Regions from separate parts of the Anas platyrhynchos genome. Here region 2 is linked to region 1. The links are chromatin contacts, called in public Hi-C maps. All regions are on one chromosome and are shown on one strand. The core of a region is the stretch at or near the end of the contact, and the rest is flanking DNA. Distances in the headings are between cores, read along the strand shown. Region 1 overlaps DIS3L2 (DIS3 like 3'-5' exoribonuclease 2). Region 2 holds the start of NPPC (natriuretic peptide C).

The links. A called contact is a pair of places that touch in the nucleus more often than the background predicts.
Region 2: a contact with region 1 is called in a Hi-C map of skeletal muscle, with 1.8 times the contacts expected there. The contact joins the promoter of NPPC here to the enhancer-like site in region 1. A contact is called at or near these places in 5 of 8 Hi-C or Micro-C datasets (F5 follicle, liver, skeletal muscle and 1 more).

What each region holds. Positions count from the first base shown.
Region 1 is chr9:9,798,491-9,805,028 of IASCAAS_PekinDuck_T2T, forward strand. It overlaps DIS3L2 (DIS3 like 3'-5' exoribonuclease 2), which reads right to left. Exons shown (of 22, transcript XM_027464181.3): 8 at 5,956-6,062; 9 at 4,506-4,753. Among named protein-coding and RNA genes, the nearest start is that of DIS3L2, 77 kb to the right of the region's middle. Within about 2 kb of position 3,186, at least 1 of the 8 cell types and tissues checked has an H3K27ac peak or open chromatin away from gene starts, as enhancers often do.
Region 2 is chr9:9,884,119-9,890,656 of IASCAAS_PekinDuck_T2T, forward strand. It overlaps NPPC (natriuretic peptide C), which reads left to right and starts at 2,966. Exons shown (of 3, transcript XM_027464223.3): 1 at 2,966-3,351; 2 at 4,522-4,831; 3 at 6,022-6,538. The coding sequence starts at 3,085. The coding sequence ends at 4,818.

The DNA.
Region 1 (6,538 bases), core at 1,936-4,435:
GGCCCCGGAGTAACAGCCAGGCTCGCTCATGGGGCTCTGCGGCCACCAAGGGTAGCAAGAATAGTTCAAGAGGCTTATAAACAACAAGAGGCACAGGGCCCAGGGGCGGTCAGACACTCACTCCCCGGGAGTCACGGTGTCTGCGACACCCCAGGCTTGAGTGTGTTTTTTCTTCTCCAAAATGTTAGAAGGTAAAAAAATGATGATGGTTACAGACGTAAACATTTCTTTTACTTTGACGTTGATGGGAGGGTATTAGAGCACCCTGGAGGGCCGCTTTAATACCCTCGTGCTGACGTCAGGCACAGGTAGTACGCAGGCAGGGAAAGCACCGACAGGAACCTGCTGCAGTTGGGGCTTTGGGAGGCACGAAGTGAAGGGTACCAGCTGTATCTGCGAGCTCACTGAGCTGCTCCGAGCTGCCAGCTCACCACAGCTTGATCTCCCATGGGAGTACGTCTGGGGCAGAGCCACCCTCCTGCTGCCATCTGCCCCTGTGTGGTGACACCGATGGAGTCTATGCAGCCTGTCCTTGCCACAAACATACATTTGAGCCCTCTCCGTTCCCCAGATTCTGCTGAAACTTGCCAATGTGGTCAAAGGTTACGTGATAAGAACTCTCCAAAAAGACCACACGTAATTATATAAGGCTTGATTCTTTCTGAGAGCCAGGCAGGCTCCCAAACGGGAGAGAATAACTTCAGTAACGATTTAAAAACCTTACTGAGTGGAAGGAACACAGTGGAAGGTGGCTGCAGGGTCATGGAGCAACAGAGCTGTGTCCCCAAGCTGTCAGCACCTCCAGCTCCACTTTAGCCTCCAGGCCACCCGCCACCAGAGCGCAGGAAGAGCATCGTGCTCCCCACACTGGCAGGGCCATCGTCCCACGCTGCAGATCAGGATGGTGATCACCTGCCCCAAGGGAACAGCTTTCCTCACAGACAACCACTTCTGAAAGGTGTTTTTCCAACAGAGCTATACTGCTCAGGGGTCACACCTTCGCTCCTGCCTCACCGTGAGCTGCCCAAGGTATCTAGTCATTGCCCCTCACAGTGAATTCATTCTGGATTTCAAAAAGAATGGAATAAAATGCCCAGAAATGGAGGGAATTGAAGCTGCCTGGATGGTTTTGGGAAGAGCAATGAGTGAAACAGCATCCTGCAATGTTTCATTTTATTGCAAATCCCGTGACAAATCATGTCACCTTGACAGACCAATATCCAAGGCCCTGAGCAAGAGCAGCCACGAAACCCATGCATCACTTTGATGAAAAGCTACACAAAGGGAGTCTGTGATCCAATTTTTTATTTATTTTTAAATAGTTTAATCCATCATCATACTGTGGTGGCGAGAAGTAAAGACTCTACCTTAGCCATCTCCAAAAGTGTGGAGACGTCTGGACTAACACTCCAAACAGCCTTGGACTCCATCACTGACAAAAGGTTCCCAGAAAAACAACTGTATGTGGCAGTACCTGTAATATTTATCTGAAAAAGGAGACTATTTTGGAGCTGTTCTGCTTTATCTGCTACCTGAGGCAGGTAGAGTTAAGTGGCATTTCACTGCCACAGTAAAATCACATGGCATGCAGAAAGGAGTACGGCAGCACACGCTCATGGCATCACCAGCGGGACATGGAGCCACTGGGTCCTCCCTGCTCCTTCCCACAGCGTGGTCAGGGTGACAGGGTGGCCTTCAGAGGGGACCATGTCTCACTGGTGACCACCAGGTGGCAATCACGACACAGAAACACACCCCCTCCCCAAGGGGACCTCCAAGGGGCTGCCAGGTTTCCCCCTGTGCAGGTGACCCCCCTGGGTGGCCGGTGTCATGGAAACCCTTGGCTAGGCCAACCACACTCCAGCCACACACGGCCAAATTGAGGACTAGAACATAGACAGTATGTGCATGGAAACACAGCTCAAGCTCCCAAATTCCCAAGGGAAAAGGAAAGCGAGGAAGGTGCACGACCAGCCTGCGGGAGTTCAGCTGCAGGATGGAAAGTACCTGAAAACACCCAAAACATCCAGGAGAAATTACTGCCAACTTCAGCGGGAGTTTTCCTTGTTGCACTGCCAGTAGACTTCCATGGCACAGCATGAAGATCCACAGGCTCCTTAGTCCAGACACCTTCAAAACCGTGGTGGTACCACCAAAGGCATAACATGAAGTCTGTGGGACAGAACTAAGGGGCACACTGTCACAACAGGGACTGTCCCCAGAGCTACAGGGAGCTAAAAGTGCCTCATCCTTCCGATTCCCCTAGTGCAGGCAGTGGGGATAGGAGCATTTGAACCCAAACAGCATGACACTGCTACGAGGGGCAACAAGAACAGGAAGGAAAACTCACTTGACTGCCTGTTCAGGAACCATTATGTTAATGGCCCATTCTATCAAACGAGCCACAACAACTTTGCAAAATTGGCTGTGCCTGTATCAGAGAAGAAACAGACCCAGGAGGATGTGGTGACAGCTCTCCAGTCAACAAAACTGGGGCTGGGGCTTCAGCTTCCTTACCTAGCCACCAGGCCATGAAAGTTCAGAAAACCAAGCATGCAATGAGCTGCTGGTCACCTGCTCGCTTCTCCTTCAGGTGGGCCGTGACTTGCAAGATGGCCAGCTTATAAACGTTGTTTTTTGTCAAAAAACAAACATGAACTTTTGGGACCTTCAAGAGGTTTCCTTGTGTTGCAGTGTCTACACAAGCACATATTTACCCCTTAAAAAAAAAAACAAAACGGGTCACCAAGGTTTTATGCTCCCATCTCAACAAGGCACTTACTGGAGTGCAGCTGAGTCCCAAAGGAAACGACTATGTATGAAGACAATCATTGAAGTTTTCTTTCCTGACAACACCCTTTACATCTTGGAAACTACCAAAACATCCAGATGAGAATATACAATGCTGTCAGAAGCTCAAAATAAAGAAACATGCGTTAACCAAAGAAGAAAGACATTAGCCCATCCTCCTAATTTCCCCTGTTTCTACTAGAAAAGGGGGTTGTTCATGACAAGATGTCAAGCAGTACAATCACCCTCCAGCCTTTTCTCTGTTGGAGTCAGACGACAAAAAACCTCTGCCAGTATGAAACTTAGTCACAGTGAAGTTCACAGCACAGCCAGCCCCAAGTTAAGTGGGGCTGAAAGGGAGGCCACTTCAGTTCATGCACAGCAGTTTAGCTAGGAAATACGGAGTGACCTAATCGCTCATGTGGCTCTCAAGAAGCACATGTGAAACTTGCTATTACTGGGCACACAAAGCAGCCACAAACGATAACGAACTCAAAAAACAAAACAAAAACAACCCTCAGGGAAACAGGGACTTCAGTTTAGTTTACTTTACTTTTCGTCTTAGGGCTGATAGGTCCCTGCCAACACAGTTAATTTAAAAAAAAAAAAAAAAAAGCTTTATGTAAGTTTTAAGTTTTACCAGCAGTTTGAATTGAGGACTCTAAACACTACTGTGCTGACACTGTACATCATCTGTGCTACCCCGTCACAACAGTTTTGCAAGAGGAAGAGAAAGTGGCTTTATGCCCAACTCCCACTACTGTATATATTCCAGATTACATCCAGATCGCAATCACCTTTAAAATTTGGCCACAGCATTGCCACAGGTCAGAGCTAACTACTCTGGATCACCAACTAAATCAGCTTTTTCCAAGATAACTAAAAAGATTTATTAATGTCCACCATTACTTATTGAGGCCCTTTCAATAGGAAACTGTGTGGCTGCTCCAGGTGAGTGCTTGGCACACAGCAGCTGTTCCCAAGAAAGAGTAAAAAAGTTGAGAACTACACAGTCTTCATGAAGGAAAGACAAAATGAACTTGCAATCTGGATCCAGCTCAGCACAGGCTATTTGAGTAACCTGGCTTAAAACCTCCTCCCTCCTTCACAGCAGTGCCTGTGTTTTGAACTCTTGACAGCAATGGCTTTACAGTGCCTCCTGAAAAGCACAGAGTTCTTCAGGAGCAGATAAGATTCTTGATTTCTAACATCGTTCCTTGAAGCAATGCAAATTAAAATACCACAAAATTCGGGACTTTTCTATTTAACAGCAAAGGCTTGAAAACCATATGAGCCTTGCTGCTACTGACCTTCTTGCTCTGGCAGTGAAATGCCTACACACTTTGTACTCTTCTTATATAAAGCATGAAAAACTGAAAGGATGCCAGCACCCTACAAAGCTTGTGCCGGTCAGGCTAAGTACCTGAGTGTGCTCCCTTTAGTCTGCAAGCTGTCTGAGCAAAGACCATACAACTCATTACTGCTGTGATGTGCCAACACACTGAAGCAAGCACTGAAAGAAGTTAACGTCATAGCCATAAGACATAACTAGCAACAAGCTATCCTTAGCCTCACCTGAGCTCGTCCACTAACTACAAGAGACACACAAGTATCTTGTTAACAGATTCATGTCTCTATTGTATGCAAAGTAAGTGAGACCAAGAACTCTTGACTAAAAATCTCATTTATGTCTACTTCCAACGGCAGCGACATACCCTGTTGCGAAGTTGCTGTCTTCTTTCCAGTCCACTATCCGGCAGATGAAGAGCATGTTTGAATAGTCCTCAGGTCTGGCCACAAAGTCTGAAGGGCAATCAGCTAAAGACACGTAGGCCCTTGGCACTCTGTGGTCCACAGGTGAGAACATGGCACACTTCCTGAAGAGTTCGCTATTCTTGTCTGCCAGAAGCTTGATGAAGCCTGTAGCTGCTCGGGAATGCTTCTTTTCTAAAATATAGACCACCTGGAAGAGACAAAGCTTTCTATAGTTAGTATGTTGAGAGAAACTTACTTTCTGCAGCACAATAGGAATACACAGAGCCTCAGCAGCATAGCTGGAAAAAAAAATCACATGGCCTATATCCTATATTTCACTGTCTGTGTGTATGTGCGTGCATGCATTTTTTTAATTGAGCCCCTATTTACAATGTATTTTCCTTGCTATCTTGCTCATGGCTATAGAAGAGCTAAGTGCCTTCCAAGTGCTAGCTCTCCACAGCAATTTTCTTGATTACAGAACAAAACCAGACACGAAGCAGATGCTTCCAAATGCAGGGAATTAGCCACAACATACAAGCAACTCCTGTAAAATCTTTCATTTGTATCCTCGGCCTGTGATTTCAACATTCAGTGCAGAACAGGCCAGTCCAAAAACGGTGCCTCTGGCGGATCCAATGCTAACCACAGGAAAGGATGTGCTGTGGGGAATTTGGCAGTTCTCTCCTCTGTGCTTTCTGAAGTTAGGGGTTATTTTACCTTTATACAAGACAGCTTTGAAAAGAATAATAAATTACAATATCATTAAATAATTGTTCCAGAGAGGTGTTCATCCAGGCTATATTTTTGTAGACCATAATAAATCACTGGATAACAGAAATATTATAGCTGATTTCCTAAACTTATACAGATGAGTCCTTCCAGAAGGTTTCAGGAGCTGCACCTCTGTGCAATTCTGAGCACTGGAATTGCCACGCTGGATGAGACCAGCGGGCAGCCCAGCCCAGAACAGGGACCAGAATGAGAGGCTGCAAAGGAAAGCACAAGACGTGGAAAAGACCTGACCCAACCTGACCCAGTAGTCTTTTTCTGGTCTCTTAACAGTCAAAGATTGGCTCAAATCTTGAACCAACAGCACTAACAGCCTTTCCAAAGTCTGTAAGAATTAGTTCTGACAACTCTGGATATTCTGACACTCATATTAGTATCCAAATTTTTTTTTTCCTGAATCTTGCTAAGTAATTTTGCCTAACAAACAAAGGGAATTTAAACTAGCATAATCAGTAAAAATAACAAGACATTTGAGTTTTATCAGATTGGACAATTACTCTCTTTGAAACAGAGAATGTGATTCAAAGATCAACAAATGGAGGCTACAGGGAGGCCAATGCTGGTCTCCTTCAGGCTTTGGGAGCACACACATATGCTTGCCACTCCCCACGGAGTTACCTTAGCTGTCCTTTGAAGAAACTTATCCGGGAGGAGCCTGGGATCATTCACCTTGGGTGCATCATCTTGTTTTGTTTTCTGCACAGCGCCGATCCCAACAGCTTTCACTGCATCAAATTAGAAACACAACAGTTACTGCAGCACATTTCCTTCATACATTTACTTTGGACTTTTTCTTTAAATTACAATACAAGGTGCATGCATTAGACTCATCTGAAAGGAGAAAGATCTTAAGTGCTTGAATAACTAAGGATTAAGCAATTATATCTCCAGACTAGAAAAAAAAATAGATATATGTTCACTTATCATGCAGATCTGCTGAAAAACAAGATTCAAAACAAACCCAAACTTCACAAACACGATTTATCAGCCATAATAAAGAAAGTGGCGGAAAAAAATCGTTCTATTTCTTAAATACTAAGAACCGTATTAATTTCCTGGCATTTCTTAGTTGGAGTCATTAATGTTATATAAATAGTCCTTTAAGTACATACATTCATTTAATATTTAATTTCCTTAACAAATGTTATGCAAGGTTATAAAGTGCATGTTTATCTTAGAAGCTGAAGCCACATCTACGAAG
Region 2 (6,538 bases), core at 1,716-4,215, 85 kb after region 1:
AAAACCTGTAGAAAACTGCGAGCTGATGAAATCTCCCGTCACATCACCTTGAACCCCCCCCCCCGTGGTGCTCTCTCGGCAGCTGCCAGCCCACATCTTGCTCCTGGGCACTGCCACGGGGTGCTGCCGGAGGGGGATTCGCCTGCTCCATCCCGGCGTGCAGGGCACAGCCCGGACACACGTCCTCCTGACATTCCTTGGGGCTGGCATCCACGTTTCTGCCTTGATTTTAAGCCGGCGCTCGGTCGTGTTTTAAACCCTCTCAGGGGTCACCCCATGGGACGTGAGCCAAACCTGGCACTTCAGCAGTGTGGATCCCGAGGGGTTTTACAGGAGCCAGCTCCCCCCAGCATCACTCACTCCTCCTGTGGGATCAGGCAGCAGTTCTGCAGAAACACCCACGCTGTCACCACGTGCGGTGACACCGCGACCACCTCCCCCCGCCCCGCATCACGCTGGCACCAGTCACGCTCCACGAATCGCTCTCCATCCATCCTCCGGCATCCCCCGCTTCTCCCCTCAGCAGGCAGCCCGCTGTGGGGCCGCTCGGTGGCTTTTCCTAATTTTCAGCCCCGCAGCAAGCAGCTCCCTGCTTTCTGCAGCTTCCCATCGCTCGCAGCCCAGGGGCAGAGCTCCGCGCAGCGCGGGGCTCCTCGCACCTTGGGTGATGCTCTCAGGAGAGGGGCGAGCGGCTCGGATCTGAGCTTGACAGAGTGACACGGGGACACCTCACACCCAGCTGCTGCCACACGGGGACGTTAGGTGACATGCAGAGCACTCACGTGGGGATTTTCACACCTTTCACACCTTCACATCTTGACACCTGGCCCCCAGCTCTCCATCCTTCCTGGTCACGCTGAGCCGGAGCCTAGGGGAAGCCCCCAGCCACACAGACACCATCCCTTCAAGGGTTAAAGGCTGTCAGGCCCCCATCCCAAAAAGCAAAAGGTTTCCCTGCTTTTAACCCCTTCCAACCCATCCCTTCTCTCCCCCCCAGGAGTTTTTTTGCCGCCGTGAAGCCGCGCCGGTGGATTCGGTCTGGTTCTGGTTAAGGGCTTTGTGTGCGCCACGTCTCTGACTGCAGCTCATTTCGGCAGGGCAGGCGGAGTGATTTGAATAACAACACTAATTGGATTTATAAAGAACAGTCCCCCCACACCCCCCCAACCTCCCTCCCCAGATCCGAGGCTGTGCGCGGTGTGACAAAGAAAACACGCTAATGAAAACCACGCCGGTGGAAGCCTGGCGGAGCGCGGCGGCGGCGGCAGGACCCGGCCGTGCTGTGGCACTGGTGGCCACGCTGGGATGCTCCAGCACGGGGCTTGCAGAGCCACAGCCGCCTGCCTCCCCTCGTCCCACGGCTGCTGGGGGGCTCGCAGCCAGCAGCTTGCAGCCCTTCCTCCCCGGGCAGTGCCCCCAACCCCATGCCCTGGCTTCTTCCTCGCTTTGGGGTCCCCTGGGAGAAGCCGGGGCTGCTCTCAGCATCCAGGCAGGACCCTGGGACTTCGTGCACCAGCCCCAGGCTGCAGGGACCCGCAGCCCGGCTCCCCTTCCCTTTGGGATTTTTCCCCAAGCGGGGCAGTGCTGCAGAGCATCCCTCCTGCTGCCTGGGAGAGGCTGCGGGAGGTGAATACCGAGCCCCGGGAGGAAAGAAGGGGGCCTCTCTGCTCCGTGCCTGCCCCCGCGGTTACCTGGCACCCGGGGCCGGCTGTAACGCTACCTCCATCGCCTTTATCTGCCTGCACGCAGACGAATGCCCAAGCACAACTTTGCGCTCCAAAAAGCCCAAGTTGTCTCCACCTGGCAGGCGCAATGGAAAAACCACCGAGACCTTCTCCTTCCAGCTCCCGTTCGCGTGGAGCTGAAAAGACGATTCCCTGCAAAGTGGCCTGTGCCCAGTAGCCCGGGCTGTGGAGCAGAAAACCACAGACCCCCAAGGAGCCCTGCCAACCCCCCCCCCCGTGGAGGCAAAGCATAGCCTGGAGAGACCCAGAGATGGGGCAGCTCCTGCAGGAGGAAGGGACTGGCCTGGAGCTGACCCTGGGGAGAGGGGAAAGAGCCCGGAGTTTTCCCTTTTCTCGGGGCAGGGACGTGGGGGCACCTCTCTGCTTGAGCACGAAGAGCATCCCTGCGGTTTGGGGGGCTGGGGATGGGGCTGGGCGCTCTCAGCACTGCCAGGAAGAGGTCCTGGTGCCAGGCACGGTGCTGGAGGCACAAATCCTGCCCTCGGACGTGTGTCCCAAGCCCCTGCAAGCAGCCGGGGCTGACCCCCAGTGTCCCAGCCCGAAGCCTCCAGCTCGGGCAGCAGGTGGGAGAGCTGGTGGCCGGGCTGCACGGCTGGGTTTGTCCCCGTGAGTCCTGTCCCCAGCAGTGACCGTGTGATGCTGACTGTGTCCTGCAGAGGAAATCAGCTGCAGTTGTCACAAGCCCCATGTCCGGGGGTTATCAAGCCCCCCAAACCCACCAGGGGAGCAGAGGAAGAGGTCAGGTCCCCCCTCCGAGCCGAGGCATCCACCTGTGTGCCCACGGGCAGCACCACTGTCACCACGTCCCTGTGTGTCCCCAGAGCCCCTGCCGGGGAGGGCAGTGTCCCCCTCTCCTGGCAAACAGGGATCTGGGAGGTTTAATTCTGAATTAACCCTGGATGTGGAAAAAAAAAGTAGAAAATTAAAAAGTGTGGGGTTTTTTTTTCTTCTTTTTTTCACTCATTTCTGCCTTTGGGACTTAACCCCCCTCCGGGACCCCCCCCTGCATCCTGCAGCAGCCACCCCCTGCCCTTCCGTGGGGGTCACCCAGGGGAGCGGGGGGAGCCGAGGGGCTGTGGGGCGGAGGGGCAAGGGGAGGGCAGGCAGCTCCCAGGGGGGCCCGGGGGTGCTGTGGGGGGCTCAGCCAAATGCCCCCCGCTTTCTTTTTTATTTTTTTTTTTGTTTGTTCTCCAGCTCCCCGAGCCTGCCGCCTTGGGCTGATGTGTCATTTGTTCCTGCCAGGGGTGAGGGGACCCCCCCTTTAAATTCCTGCTATTGTGAAGGAGGCCGGCTTGGACCTGGTTGTTTAGATGACATCACCACGCAGGTTGGGTTATAAATGAATGAAGCAGAAAGCCCAAGTTCACTGGCTCGGCACTTCGCAAGCGGCTGGAGGGACCTCGGGGCTCCGCTCTCAACTTTGACTCCCACCCGTCCCGGCCTCTCCCCGGGGGCTCCCCTCCGTTCCCCGGTGCCTCCAGGCCCCCCGTCCCCGCTCGTGCTGCCCCGCAGGATGCAGATCTCACCCTTGCTGGCTGGTGGACTTTTACTTGCTCTGCTCTCCGTCAGGCTGGAGGCGAAGCCGGCGTCGCAGCTCCCACAGAAGGTAAGGCTGCCTCTGCCCCGCTGCTCTCCCGGCGCTGCTCCCCCCAAAAGCGTCCTAAGGGTGAAGGGGGAGATGTGGGGGGCACCCTGGGGTGCACGGCAGGGTCCTCTTTCCCGGGGGTTTTTTAGGTGTTAGGGGATCCCCCCTTTCTGTCCCGTGTGTGTGTGTCTCAGGGACGCCAGCCCCAAACCTTCATCTGGAGGGGGATGCTGCGCACCCCGTACCCCTCACAGCCAGGCGGGGACCTGCCAGCCCCTGGCCCCCACCCTGGTCACCCCAGGGTCCCCGCTGTGTTTTGGGGTGCTGGGGATGGATGAGACCCCCAGATCGTGTGTGCAGGTGCACGGTGTGAGGCCAGAGCCCGTGTAGGGACACCCACAGCATCCCCTGGGCATGGGGCACCCCAAAAGCGGGTGTCCCCAGGAGCTGGGTGTCCCGCGGTGCTGCGGAGCAGGAGGATGCTCGGGAGGCCACCGACACCTGTGTGGGGACCTGGCACAGACAGGGGACACGGGATGGGGGGTGGGAGGGGGATGGGGGTGTTGGTGAAGAGAAAGGGGCGATATGGGGGAGCCGGGGAGATAAATGGGGGCGAGCTGCAGCCCCAAAAGGGACAGGGGGGAGGCCTGGGAGATGGGGGGCAGTGGGGATGGGGGGGTGCCCTCAGAGATGAGTTGGGACTGGAGGACAAGGGGGGGCAGAGAGCACTAACAGGGTGGGGGCAGCAGCCCGGAGAAGGGGGCCCCTGATCCCCCTGACTCCACAAAATCGGGGTGCAGCCCCGCACCACTGCGACCCCCACAGAAGCAGGAGCCCCCCCCTCAGCATGAAGGAGCCTGAGGGCTGTGGGGGGGGGGCTCTGTGACCCCAGCAGGGGAGGGGGGACACACTGGGGATGCTCTGCAGGGGGGCGAGGATGCCCTAACCCTAGGGTGGGCAGCACGGGGAGAGCGGGGACATCGCTTTGGGGTGCGGGGGGACACCCTGAGCAGTGTCGGGGTGCCTCACCCGGACTCGGGGGGCTGCTTGTGGGGCACAGCGACCCCAAGGGGGGCACCCCAAGGGGCAGAGGGGTGTCCTTGGGTAAGGGGGTGCAGCTCGGAGCCCGGTGAGCGACACCCCTTGACTCTTTCTCTCTTTCTCCCCCCCTCTCCCCAAATTTCTCCTCAGGCTTCCCGCGGGGCGGCGGCGGCGGCAGCGGCGGCGGCGGCTCCGCCTGAGGCGGCGGGCGCGGAGCAGCGGGACAAGGAGCGGGACAAGGAGAAGGAGAAGGAGAGGAGCCGAGGCACCGGCCCCAGGGAGGCTCGGGAGGCTCGGGCCGAAACCCGGCCTCGGGCCGGCTGGGCGAGGCTGCTCCAAGACCCTCCGGGCCGCCGCCACAAGGGCCTGCACAAGAAAGGGCTCGGTAAGGGCTGCTTCGGCCTCAAGCTGGACCGCATCGGCGCCATGAGCGGCCTCGGCTGCTGAGGGACCCCTGGCGGTGAGTGAGGCGCCGCCGCTGCTCCATCGGGGCCCTTTTGGGGCTGGGAGGGTCCCTAAAGTGCTCGTCCGGAGTTAGTTGGAGGCTTCGTGCTGTATTTGGGGGGTCCTGGGCTGTTTGGTCAAGGGAAGGGGTCCTCAAGGCTTTGGGGGGGATGCTGAAGGGAATGGGGTGCAGCCCTGTGGGGGGATCCGAGCAGCGGCTGCCCTACAGGACACATGTCCTGTGGTGGGATAAGCCAGGTACCCGTCACAGGACAAGCTAGAGGACAAATCGCAGCCACACGTTGATTAATTTATTGTAAGGCCAAGAGGATGCGTGAGCCCGCAGGTGCCTCCCAGCAGGCAGCACCAGCGCAGGGCAGCGCTTCCTAACCCCATGCCAAGCACCTGAGGCAGCCCTAAGCAGCCACAATTTGTGTCCCTGGTCCCCATAGGGTGATGGAAGTGTCACCTCCCCGATGGCACCGGGGACAGCCCGGCTCAGAGATGTGCCCTTACCCATCAGCGGGCTAACCGGCCATGGGGAGGACGGCATCCAGACACCCCGATGCTCTGCAGGGTTTTGGGGTGAGCAGGGCCCGCAGGATGCTGAGGCCGCTCCGTGGCCCTGCTCAGAGGGATGTCCCCCTGCTGCTGGTGGCCCTCGTCCAGCTGCTCTCAGTTCCCAAGGCACGGCCCAGCTCTGGGCTCCAAAAAGCAAGTGTGTGCTGCGCAGCCGGCTCGCGGCCATCCTCCCTCATCAAATTCTCATCAGGATGCTTTTCACCTCACAGCCTCAGCTCAGCTCGTCTCCCAGCCAGGTCAGGTCCTCACCTGCTGCTTCCAAACCCTGTCCTTACCGGGTGTAAGACCAGAAACCTTCAGGCTGGACTGGGGCAAAGGAGTCCTAGGTCCAACTCCTTTTGGATTCAACTCCTGCATCTGGTCCTTTCAGGCAGGGGCACATAGGACAAGGCTGTAAGCTCTTTAACAATCCTCAGAGAGAAGGGGGAGCTTCCCCAGCCTCCCCCATTAAGGCCCAACAGCCAGAAGGCAAAGGGAAAGTTGTTTTGGCATTCACACAGAGTGTTTGACATCAGCATCCCCCCAGCTAAATGCCAGGATTATTCCAGGGGGGCTTTCAGCTTGGAACCGGGAAGGGTTGTTGCACAGCCAGTACTAACAGGCACTTGTTCTTGTTCCTCGCAGGGCTTTGAAGCAGCCGTCCGTTTTCTCCTACCATGGCCAGGCATGGCCATCCCCCAAGCAACGCCTAGAAGAGCAGAGACCCCCCCGAAATGGACAAAAGATGTGGCTGTGTTTTTCTTTTCGGTACGAGGAGTCATGGCACCAGCTGTTTTGGTTTTGTTATTTTTTTAAAAAGTGCTCTCTATCTTATATATATTATATATACAAACACTCACCAAGACAAGGGACAGTGCTTTTCCAAGAGACTGATGAAGCCAGCTGTATAACATTGCTGTTTGTAAATTCATGTCATGCATAAATGTATTTATGTTGTAAAGCTATTTATATATTGTTTATAAAGAGATATTTATAAAAAATTATTTATGTAACTAAATGAAAAGTCAAGCATTGTAACATTTTTTTGTCCTAAGTAGTTGAAAAAGGTAAAGAAAAAAAAAATCATTCCGTGTGGCATTTTGTAACCTGTCTTTATTTATCAAATTCATGTACAATTTAAACGTCAGATTGATTGATTTTA